Regions from separate parts of the Hordeum vulgare genome. Here region 1 is linked to region 2. A link is a contact called in public Hi-C data. All regions are on one chromosome and are shown on one strand. The core of a region is the stretch at or near the end of the contact, and the rest is flanking DNA. Distances in the headings are between cores, read along the strand shown. Region 1 holds the start of LOC123418043 (protein AGENET DOMAIN (AGD)-CONTAINING P1-like). Region 2 has its middle 8.7 kb from the start of LOC123417085.

What was found. A called contact is a pair of places that touch in the nucleus more often than the background predicts.
Region 1: a contact with region 2 is called in a Hi-C map of leaf, with 2.4 times the contacts expected there. The contact joins the promoter of LOC123418043 here to the enhancer-like site in region 2. A contact is called at or near these places in 2 of 6 Hi-C or Micro-C datasets (both in leaf).

What each region holds. Positions count from the first base shown.
Region 1 is chr1H:50,004,170-50,009,490 of MorexV3_pseudomolecules_assembly, forward strand. LOC123418043 (protein AGENET DOMAIN (AGD)-CONTAINING P1-like) reads right to left here and starts at 3,351. Exons shown (of 4, transcript XM_045106944.1): 1 at 2,776-3,351; 2 at 1,213-1,623. The coding sequence starts at 3,267.
Region 2 is chr1H:49,650,915-49,656,349 of MorexV3_pseudomolecules_assembly, forward strand. No RefSeq gene overlaps it. Among protein-coding and RNA genes, the nearest start is that of LOC123417085, 8.7 kb to the left of the region's middle. Within about 2 kb of position 3,492, at least 3 of the 3 cell types and tissues checked have open chromatin away from gene starts, as enhancers often do. A contact at or near this core is called in leaf, where this site is marked.

The DNA.
Region 1 (5,321 bases), core at 2,101-4,600, 350 kb after region 2:
GAGCGCTGATATTACCGGAATAGAGAACTCTAGAGTCCAGCTGTTCCATGAATTTCCTCTCAAGTTGTAAACTCAAACAGTTTGATTGTGCAAGTGATAATCTGGCTCATGTAATTGTCATGGATGTGGCTCATAGCATATTTGATTTTTTTGGCGATTAGTACTAATTCCCTAGGCAACAAACAGAGACAGTAAGATGCTAAACTTGGTCATCCTTAGTTCCTAAGGACAGACACTATGATGCCTCGTGTCAGGTAATGGAGCTAATTCTTCCTAAAAAACAAACGTTTCATTCTCGCTGATTTAGTTTTAAATATATTCATATCTGTGTATCCGCAAGAGGGTGGTGAAGTGGTAGGTACTTCAGCTAAAAGAGGCCAGAGATGTATGTTCATACCTTTGACCGAGAAAAAACAATAAAAAGAGTATGCAACAGGGTGAATTGCATATTGTCACTGAAACAGATATCACGGCAGCAGGACTAATAACTAACAATTTAGCCACGTTAACAATTCTGAGAAGAAGAAAATATATCTAATATCTCGAGTTGTTAACAATGTCACAGTCCCTGCACACAAATTTCATAGTTAAAGCCTAAAAGGGAACTGCGCAATTACCCATGCTATGGTTAGAAAATGCCAGTACAGGAGCATCACGAACCACCACAAAATTCTTAAGCACCAATACAGCAAATATTGGTATCAACCACAGCTCATGTGCCAATAAAAATTGCAAAGTTCTCTGAAAACAGGAATTGAAAACTATAGAAATAAGGATTAGTAATTGTGCTGTTGGACCACAGGAAAAACACAAGAATTTTCTCAAGATACTAGTCATGAATGTATGTCATAGTTGACATGCACATAAAGGAAACAATCCAAGAAATATGACCTCATGCTAAAAGTCCTACGAAATTAGGGGCATAGGAAAGCGATCCATAAGAATTCGGTTGCCTACCCCTATGATCCCAACGCTCCCTGTAGAAAACATCCTATGGATTGAAATCATCCAATCCAAAGAGGTAAATAGGCTTGATTCATAAGTAGAAGTAGGTTTCGCTATAAGGAAAGCAACTTTAAGAATCCTCACCTTTTCACACCATACAAATTGATTATATCACTAAGAACATAAACACATAAAAGCAGTGCAGGAAGCATCCACATAAAGTGCAAGCATTTCAAAGAAATGTAACTCGAAAGATTCTGTACACACCTGTGCAACTTGCTTCCATTGGTTATCAGTCCAGTCATATCGAAGCCTCAGTTTGTTCTGGTGTAACTGGGCCTTCTTTCCTGAAGTTGCTAACTTAAATGTATACGTTAACTTGGGATGAATCTCAGTGATCTTCCCTGGCCACCAGCCATCATCTTGGAAGCCTTCAACATCATCATTGACGCAGAAACTAATAACTGATGCACGTGGCGGACAAGGTCTGATGTGCTTGATATCGACAATCTCATTGCACAGTTCACTACCCTTCCAGTAAGGGTACTCCACCAAGAGGTTATTTTTCCAGATAGTCTTTGCAACAATTGCAGGGAACCAAGCGACAACAGAATCAGCTTCCAACCTGGCAACTTCTATTTGTGTGCCTTTAGCATACAGCGTTCTCTTGGATGTCTCCTGGTAGGCAAAGAGTAGTTATTCTTATTCAGCAACCAACAATTAAAAGAAGGTGATAAAAATACGCAAGTAAAGAAAATGTTGAGAAATAAGCAATACTAATCTAAAACTACCATGACGAACACAATTGAGGGCATAATATAGAAGTTGATACCTATAACTCTAGAGCAATCAGAAAAGGAATCCAAATCATCCCATATGTTCTATTCTAGCCGATGATTATATGCACTTAAGACGCAAGCTAGAAGTAAAAACATAAAATACCGACATATGTAATATATAGGAGAAATCAGAAATCCCTCTAAAAAAAATTCAGCATAAAGCATTCGGAAGATTGTCAACGATTCAGTAACGTAGTTCCATAACAATCTTGTCATGTCAACTTGCACTGAGGCTCAGGAACTGTAATAAAAGAAACATGCCAGGAGATGTAACAGCATTCTCGACCATCAACTCATTGCAGATGTACACTAAGTCACCAACTAGGCTCACTTTGTTTCAGTATGATTAATATTTACTATAACAAAAACATGTTAGGAGAAGGAACAGCAGCAATATCGACCAGCAACTCAGTGCAGATGTACACCGACTAGGCTCACTTTGTTTCGGTATGAATCTGGAACACATTCAACAAATCCAACTGGCTTGCTCTGACAACTATAAACCACCACTTGTTAACTAACAGACCACAAGCCGCCCGGCAGCCCAGAGGAATTTATTCAATAAATCTGATGAACCGAAATCTTCCAGACAGTGCGGCACAAGCAAAGTGTGCTCCATCAAATACGTAGTACATTCAGCAACAATCCATCAATACTACACTTAAAAAAAGCGCAGAAGCAACTACACTAATCTCGAATTTCCCATGCTAATGCAGAAAACTCCAGCGCATTACAAATCATCTTGTAAATCATAACCCTAACCAGACTACGAGAGAACAAAATGGGATTCCCCCTGGAAACCCTTACCACGAAATCACATGGAGATGAATGCGCTACGTCATTCAACAACAACGACAGAAACCGCGATGAACATCGCAAGATGTCCTTCTACTAACCCTAACCATGGAAGAAAGGAGGATCCCCCGGTTTGAATGGGGATACAACGGCACAAAAAGACTGACTTTTTTGCAAGATGTGCTGGAACTCGTACCATGTCCTCGGGGGAGCGCCACTCGCCGGCGACCCGCTCGAGGTGGGCCCTGACATCGGCCTCGTCGAACTCCGCCTCCTCCCTCGTCGCCGGGAAGCAAACCGCGACCTTCCCGTCCGCCCGGTCCCCGCCGAGGAGGGCAACGCCGAGCCACCACGCGCCGTCTCGGAGCGCATCCACGGGGGCGTGCTCCGCGGGTGGAGAGGACGCCGCCGGCGGCGGGCGCGGCCGGACCTGCGACGCGGGCACGGTCTCCGGGAGCGCGCGGCCGGAGGCCCCTGAGACGGCGAGGGCGTCGTACTCGACCGCGTAGCTGCAGAGGTCGGGGTCGAAGCGCGCGATGACGGCGGGGAGGTGGGCCCCGCGGTAGGCTCCCTCGTCCGGCAGCACCTCCACCGCCTCGCCTACGGGGAAGACCTCCGTGGGCTCCGCCGGATCCGGTGACCGCGAAGGTGCCGGCGCCGGCTGGCGGCGGAGCCTCGGCGACCGCATTGGGGTTTCGGTGGTGGCGGAGTCGCTGCGTGGGTAGTGTGGACTGGGGAGTGGGGAGAGCAGAGCACAATAGGCGGCGGGCAGAACAGAACGAGGCCGTATGGGTGGGTATTGATTATACTGGGCCAAGGAGAATAGAGTTGGCGTCCGTCCGATCGTGATGGACGGTCGAGATGGCAAGCATACATTTCCGGTACTTTGACCACTTCCCCCTCGTTTTGTCCATTTAAGTCGTTATGTTTTCTTTTTGTAAATAGATGTGTTCAAATTTGCGTTTAGAATGGGTCGCGAGCGGACGAAAACGGACGCGCGTCAGTTTAGATCGACGCGTTAGGCCAATTTTTCTATCCATCGCGACCCAAATGGACGGGCGCGGACGAAATGAGCAATTGGCAAGCTTTCGGAACCTCACATCGCAGATCTTTAGCTTTGGTGCACGCTATAACCACATGGAATTCTGTTTCGTCTTCCATTTCGCACATAGTGCACGTGGCCATCTTTTTTAGCGTTCTATGCATTTTATTCTCTCTCGTTCATGTGGATTTAGAGGGTGTTTGGATACGTTTTAGTCCCATGACTAAAAGTAATGAGACTAAAACTTGCTAGTCTCACACATGCTTGGATCCAAGTACTAAAGAGACTAAAATCAAGTTAATGAGCATTTATTATCCTCCAAACCCTCCAATCCGGAACTTGCATGAGGAGTTAAATGAGGAGAGAGAAGATTAATGCACATTTTAGTAGGGGTACCCCTGACTAAAAGATTTTAGCCTCAAGACTAGTTTTAGCCTCTCTTTAGTCAGGGGTGCTTGGAACTTTAGCCTCTTAAAGAGGCTAGTTTTAGTCAGACTAGTTTTAGTCCCTTAGATCCAAGCACCCTCTTAGTGGCTACTCTCTAACATGTAATATTCACCTTTTGAGGGACTTTTGCCTGTCAGATTAGGTTCCACTGGCCATGGTGGGGTATCATATCTAGTATCATATACTTGGCACTAGCAAATATGCTGATGTGACACGCAATTAAAAAAGAGAGAGGGTTAGAGTAACATGTGTAGATACCGTATTATGTTAAATGCTTTGCTACTATGTGTCATGCATGTCAATAAATGAGACCACCTATGATACTATGCATTATGAAGGTAGTATCATACAATAGTATCATATGCATGATACTACTATATGATAATCCCCACTATGAATAGCCTAATGTCGCAAATTGCAGCTGCATCATATACAGAAAACATTTGCTTAATCAGATCAGCATTCCATACTTATCTTTCTCCCCTCTCGAACTCTCCAAATGATCTCTTGTTTGAGTAACTCGAGACCGAAATCAATGCCTCTCCAAGCCAACGATGCATCCGAAGCGAAAACGATGTCCAGAATGTTCCCACTCGGAAAGTACTTTGACTTGACCACACGGGCATAAGGGCTCTCGGAATTTTGGATGATTCTCCACCCTTGCCTTGCTAGCAGCGCTTGGTTAAAGAGGTGCATATCTGTAAAACTCAGACCCCCATCCTTCTTCGTTTTGATCATATCCTCCCACGCCATCCAATGCACTTTCATATGGTCATGTTCACCCCCCACCAAAAGTCTCGAATAAGATTCTCATAGTTTTCACAGAATCCTTTTTTCATTTTAAAGATGCCCATGGCTTAAATGGGGAGAGCTTGAGAAACAAATTTGGCATGTACCTCCTTTGCAGCATGTGACATGTATCTCTCGCACCAATCGATACATATCTTCGAGAACCGCTCCATAATCAGTTGGAACTGTTCCTCCTTCATTCTTCCTTCCGGAGTTGGGAGGCCGGAGTACTTACTCTCGAAGGATGAAGCCATCACACCAAGTACATTTTTTATTCCTTGCCGCACCACCTCCGGACAAGCTTCACTGAACATTAATGAACACTTTTTGGGACTAAGTAATTGTCCCGAGCCGTTCTGGAAACAATCTAGAGCCTTCTTGATTGTCACTACGTCTTGCACTGAAGCTTTGAAGAATAAAAGCCTATCATCCGCAAATAGTATATTCGAGATACCCGGGCTTCC
Region 2 (5,435 bases), core at 2,242-4,741:
AATTCAGATGGACAGGTCTGATTCTCCAATGTCCAGACCGCTCTATGAGATGTATTTTGCTTCTGCTACTTCTTTTAAGGTCCTTCGATCATGAGATAAAAAATTCAATGCTTTTACTGCAGCTATTGCAACAACCAATCCCCCAATGCTTCAGCCTGCAAAACCGAATGGACCTTTTTGTGGCGAGGCTTGTATGATGATCCCAAGGCCAGCTTCATCCATTGCCATCTTCGGATTGTAGGCTGCATCAATGTAGGCATAGGGACCTGCAATTTGAATTTGCACATTTGAACTTGGGGAAGTACCAGAACAGGTATTGCCAGCGTTCATGTTCCCCTCCGCTTTCTCTTTCATTGAACCTGCATTAAGCAAAGCTTTGGTGGCATTTGATGACCTGCATGGGGCTCCACCTTTTCTTCTTGAAACGGACATCGTTCCTAGCTTTCCAAACATTTCAAAGGATAGTAAAAGTGGTGCCTAGATTTAATCCGGAACGTTGAAAAGATAGAATCGTTTGTATAGTATCAGCAGGAGTGGCGTTACACTTGTTTGTATGAACTGCATACTCTAGATGTCCATCGAGGCCAGTAGAAGCAAATTGAAGGACCATTCTTACAGGGCGATCTATGAAAGATGTAACCGCATATCCTAACATGCTCACAAATTGCATCCCCGTAGGAAAAAAAATGCTCGCAGGCTATACGCAGGGGTGAATTTCGTTATAGATAAAAAGCAAGAAGTGGCTGCACTGATAACAAAGAATGGCAAATTATAACGAAAAGCATCAAAATCAACCGATTGATTATCACGAGACATAAACCGCGCGCAGCGTTTGACACGTGCCCCTAGGCCACATCCATCCCTTCCTTAGCCCCAGCCGGCCTTATCTCTTCACCCCCTTTCTCCTCCACACGGTCTCCCTCATTCCCATCTTTTCCCACCTCTCCATTCTCTGTTGCGACCACCGCGACGACCGTTTCCTTAGGCCCTATCCACCGCTTCCTCAGGCCCAGCCGGCTGCTGTGAACGCAACCGATGCTGATGTAAGCCGGCAGTCCGTCGCTGCGATGCAGCTTTCCGCCGTCGCCGTGCTGCGATGCAGCTTCCCTTCGCCGTCGTGCTGCGTCATAGCACCTCGTCGCTCTCGTGCTGCAATGGAACGCCGACGCGTCGGTGATAGCGCTGCAATGAAGTTCCATCGGCGGTGATGGTGATGCAATGGAGCGCCGGTGGTGATGCAATTGAGCTTCGCCGTGTCTTGTGGGGCTGCAATAAAGTGTTGCTCGGGGTTGCAATGAAGCGTCGGTGGGGCTGCGAGCGTCAATAGTGCTGCAATGGAGCTTCGTCGGCGCATCGCCGGGGTCATGAGGATCCAGTGGAGCTCCGGTGCTGCAATGGAGCTTCACCGGTGCCGGCGATGATGCATTGCAGCTTTGTCTCGCCGTCGGGGGTTGCAATGGAGCTCACTGTGGTGTTGTTGTTAGGTACTGCGGTCGATATTGCCATCCGGATAGCACCCGACGGCTCTGATGGTGCGCCAGATCGGGCATCCACTACACCAGATAGAATGGTTGGCTAGGCGGATGATTTTCAGGAGAAATCATCCGCCTGATTCGTAGCAGTCGTCAAATTATAATGGACCCAAATGAGACGATTTTCTGGCGTTCGGTGGACAGTAAAATAAAAAAATTGAATAATATCTGATTTTTTGGGTCACTGCTACAAATCAACCGACTGATTTCCAGAGAAATCGGTCTTCTGTCGTTGTGGTCTGATACAGCGTGACATCTGATTTGATCAACACGCAAGCGCGAATATTGCTAGTTTATTCTCCCATGTGTCACACATGATGTGCAAAGCAAAAAACCACAAGCACGGTGGTGGTGCCAGCGCAGCTCTCAAAAACCGGGTGGCCACCAATCGCGAGCTTGCTACATTGACGTCGGAGCCGGCGAGCACTCCATTACAGTGCAACCTTGGTACCGTGGGCGAGTGCTGCATCGGAGCTCCGAGAAGCGACTACGACCTCCATTGTAGCATTGGAGCCTCCGCCCGAGCGCTCCATTGCAGCCCCGGAGGCCGGAGCTGCTGGCTAGTGCTGCATCGGAGCTCCGAGAAACGACGATGACCTGCATCGCAGCATTGGAGCCTCCGCGCGAGCGCTCCATTGCAACCCTAAAGCCGCCGACGAGTGTTGTACCGGAGCTTCGAGAGCCGACGAGGACCGCTGCATTGCATCATCGGAGCCTCCGACGAGCGCTCCATTGCAGCCCCGCATCTCAACACCAGAGCTGCCGGCGGGCGCTGCATTGCAACTCCGAGGAGCCGTCGACGACCGCTACAATGCAGCACCAGGAGTCGTCGACAACAGTGCATTTGTGCGGCCCCCACTGCATTATATGCTGTGTCGCGGTGACACTGTCTTGCAGTATCTCCAGATCGACATTGCAACAGAGAAAAACTCATCGTCGATGGAGCTAGGTGACTGGGCGATGTAGGCGGCTAGGGAGTTATCAACTTTCCGCGTATATAGCGAAAGAGTACGCATCGAAGATAGCGGGGATGCGAGGAAAGGGATGAAGATGCGACGGACGCGACGATTGGATAAGAAATTTTGCCAAGAGATAAGACGCTGGTGGGACCTTTCCCTTCACACGTGTACGATGAAGGAGGTGGCTGAAGTGGCGATCAGTCGGATGAATTAAACAATTTTTTTAACAAGCATTGACAAAAAATTTAAGTGCCTACAAAAATTCGTTATGAAATCACACTCTTAAAAGGCGTGGTTAAAAAATACTCAAAAAATGCTACTTTCAAAAGCATATTGGAGCATTGGTTTTTCCTTTTGCCACATGGTGGACGGGCACGCGTGGCGCGGGCAGCAAACTTGCCCCCGCCCGCCCCGGCGATGGAAACGGGAGCGAGAGAGCCGAGATGAATCCCCCGACGCGAAGGCCCCGCCAAGCAATCAATGTGGCGGGCCTGGAGGAGACGTGGCTGGCGAGGCCTGGAAGGCAGCAACACGTGCGGCCTGGCCCACCGTCACCACGACGGGTCAAACCACGGAGCTGTCCGACGCTGAAGCCGTTCCTGGCGGCACGCCGATTGGATCCATCGCCGATGGGGAGGGAGCCCGAGCTCGACATCGTCGATCAAGGGCGCTCTATACAAATATCAGGTGGCAAATGGCAGCATCCGCTGGGGGGGAAACCGTGGGCTGTGTGTGCCTCGTCGCCTTTTCTTCTCTTTGGATAATGCCGCGTCGACGTTGACGGCTTAAGGAAGGAAATCGGGTTAGGCCGCGTTTGACTTGTCGGTGAAATTTTACAAATGTAAATAGTTACAGCTGTATATTACCAGTGTCTAGTAATATACAACCGATAATATTTTTCGCTTGTAATCCGATCAAATTCGTCTCCATCCATCTCCCCTTCCCTGCCATCACGCGTCAGTCTCCCGCAGGCAGGCAGCCCCATGTGCTCTCTCTGGGTCACATGCCCGCTCGCCGGTTCTCCTGTCTCCGACTGCTTGCCTAGCAAGCGGCGGCCACACACCCACACCAGCACACGCACCGCCACGCAGTTGAGGTCCCATTGAGCAGCTCCCGCCACCTCGCGCGCGCATGGACCATGGACAAGCCCACGCCCAACGCGACGATGGCGGTGACCAGGAGCACAGGCGCCAACGGGATCCGCCTCCGCGTACCAGATCCGCGGCGCCAACTGGCTCGCCGACGCCGACGCGTCGCCCGATGCCGGCTAGCTGCTCGTCGTCTTCGCGGGGCTCGCCTCCACGTACCAGATCCGCAGCGCCAACGGGCTCGCCGACGCCGACGCCGACGCGCCGCCCGATGCCGGCCAGCTGCTCGTCGTCTTCGCGGGGCTCGCATCCGCTGACCAGATCCGCAGCACCAACGGCCTCGCCGACGCCGACGCCGACGCGTCGCCCGATGCCGGACAGCTGCTCGTCGTCTTCGCGGGGCTCGCCTTCGCTGACCAGATCGGCGGCGGCAACGTGCTCGCCGACGCCGATGCGCCGCCCGATGCCGGCCAGCCGCTCGCCGTCTTCGCGGGACTTGCCTCCGCTGACCAGATCCACGGCGCCAACTTGATCCAGGTCTTGAGCAAGAGGGTGGTGGGGAAAACGACGAGCAGTGGTCTATAACGGATACAGACCTGTTACAGGTGTAAATAACACAACCGGTGTAAAATTTATAGTCTAAAAACGACATACCAAGCGCCAACGTGTGGTCCATCCGTTTTTATTTTACAGGAGTATATTTTACAGATGTGTGGTCCACCAGGGGGGGGGGGGGGTTGGTGGCGGTGGGGTGGGGGGGGGGATGATCTGCGCCGGTGCGTCGGTTCAAACTTTCGGCCGGCCGCGCGCGAGCCGCAGGATCCACCAACCCCGTGTCGTCCGCACCGTTGGATCCACATGCAATATTTTTTCCCCTATGCAACAAAATTTCGATGCTATGCTGTATTTTTTTCACCGGTTACAACAAAAAACAAACTTTGTAGCCAAAAAAATATTTACGTGATCGTAGCAAAAAAAAAAGCTGATGGTACGTGGTAGCAAAAGTCAAATGCCGGTTGTAACAAATATTTACCTGACGTGTATGCAACTTTTTTAGTGAACGGTTGCAGCAAAACATGATGCCGGTTGTAGCAAAAATTAACACGGTTATAGCAAAAGTAAAAAAACATCGATTGTAACAAAAAATTCGACGAACTGGAGTTGCAACCAAACGTATATGCAGTTTTTTTATTGGGCCAAAAAAATAGTTAAAAAACGCTTGCAACAAAAATAACGTTGGTTGCAACATATTTATACGGAAAATGCTGCATCCATTGACCAGAGAAGCGCGCGGGTGGGGAAAATGTTGCAAGGGCCCGCGCGCGCGAGGGGCGACCGGCTCGTTGGTTCGACCGGCGCGCGGGTGGGAAACGATTCCTAAGATGGTGTACCTTTTTGTTTTAGATGATGATGGGTTTAAGAAGAGTATGATTTTAAATTAACAAAGCCATCAATCAATCGAAAGTACAGTTTAGGATTACAACGATTATAATAGAATAAAAAATGACAAAGATACATAGAAGCTGGAAAGCATCTCTTAAATGGGGAGGCGTTTTGGCTCTCGCGTGCATTTGTGCACCTGGATGAACAATAACCTTTAAAGAAATAGTAAATATTTTTAATTCTGATTTTTTTAGATGATTGCATTAGTGTCGTAAACATGCATGTCAATTTTTGTACGATAAAAGAGCAACAGTGTTTTGTCGACAAAAAAAAAACAAATTTAGGGTGACATTTTGAGGTAACTTTTGGTGTTCAATTTTTTTTACACAAACCAAAATATTTAACCTTTTTATTTCAAAATTTGCAGGTAGCATTTGAATGTAACTAAGTACATCAATAATTTTTCTTTTGAT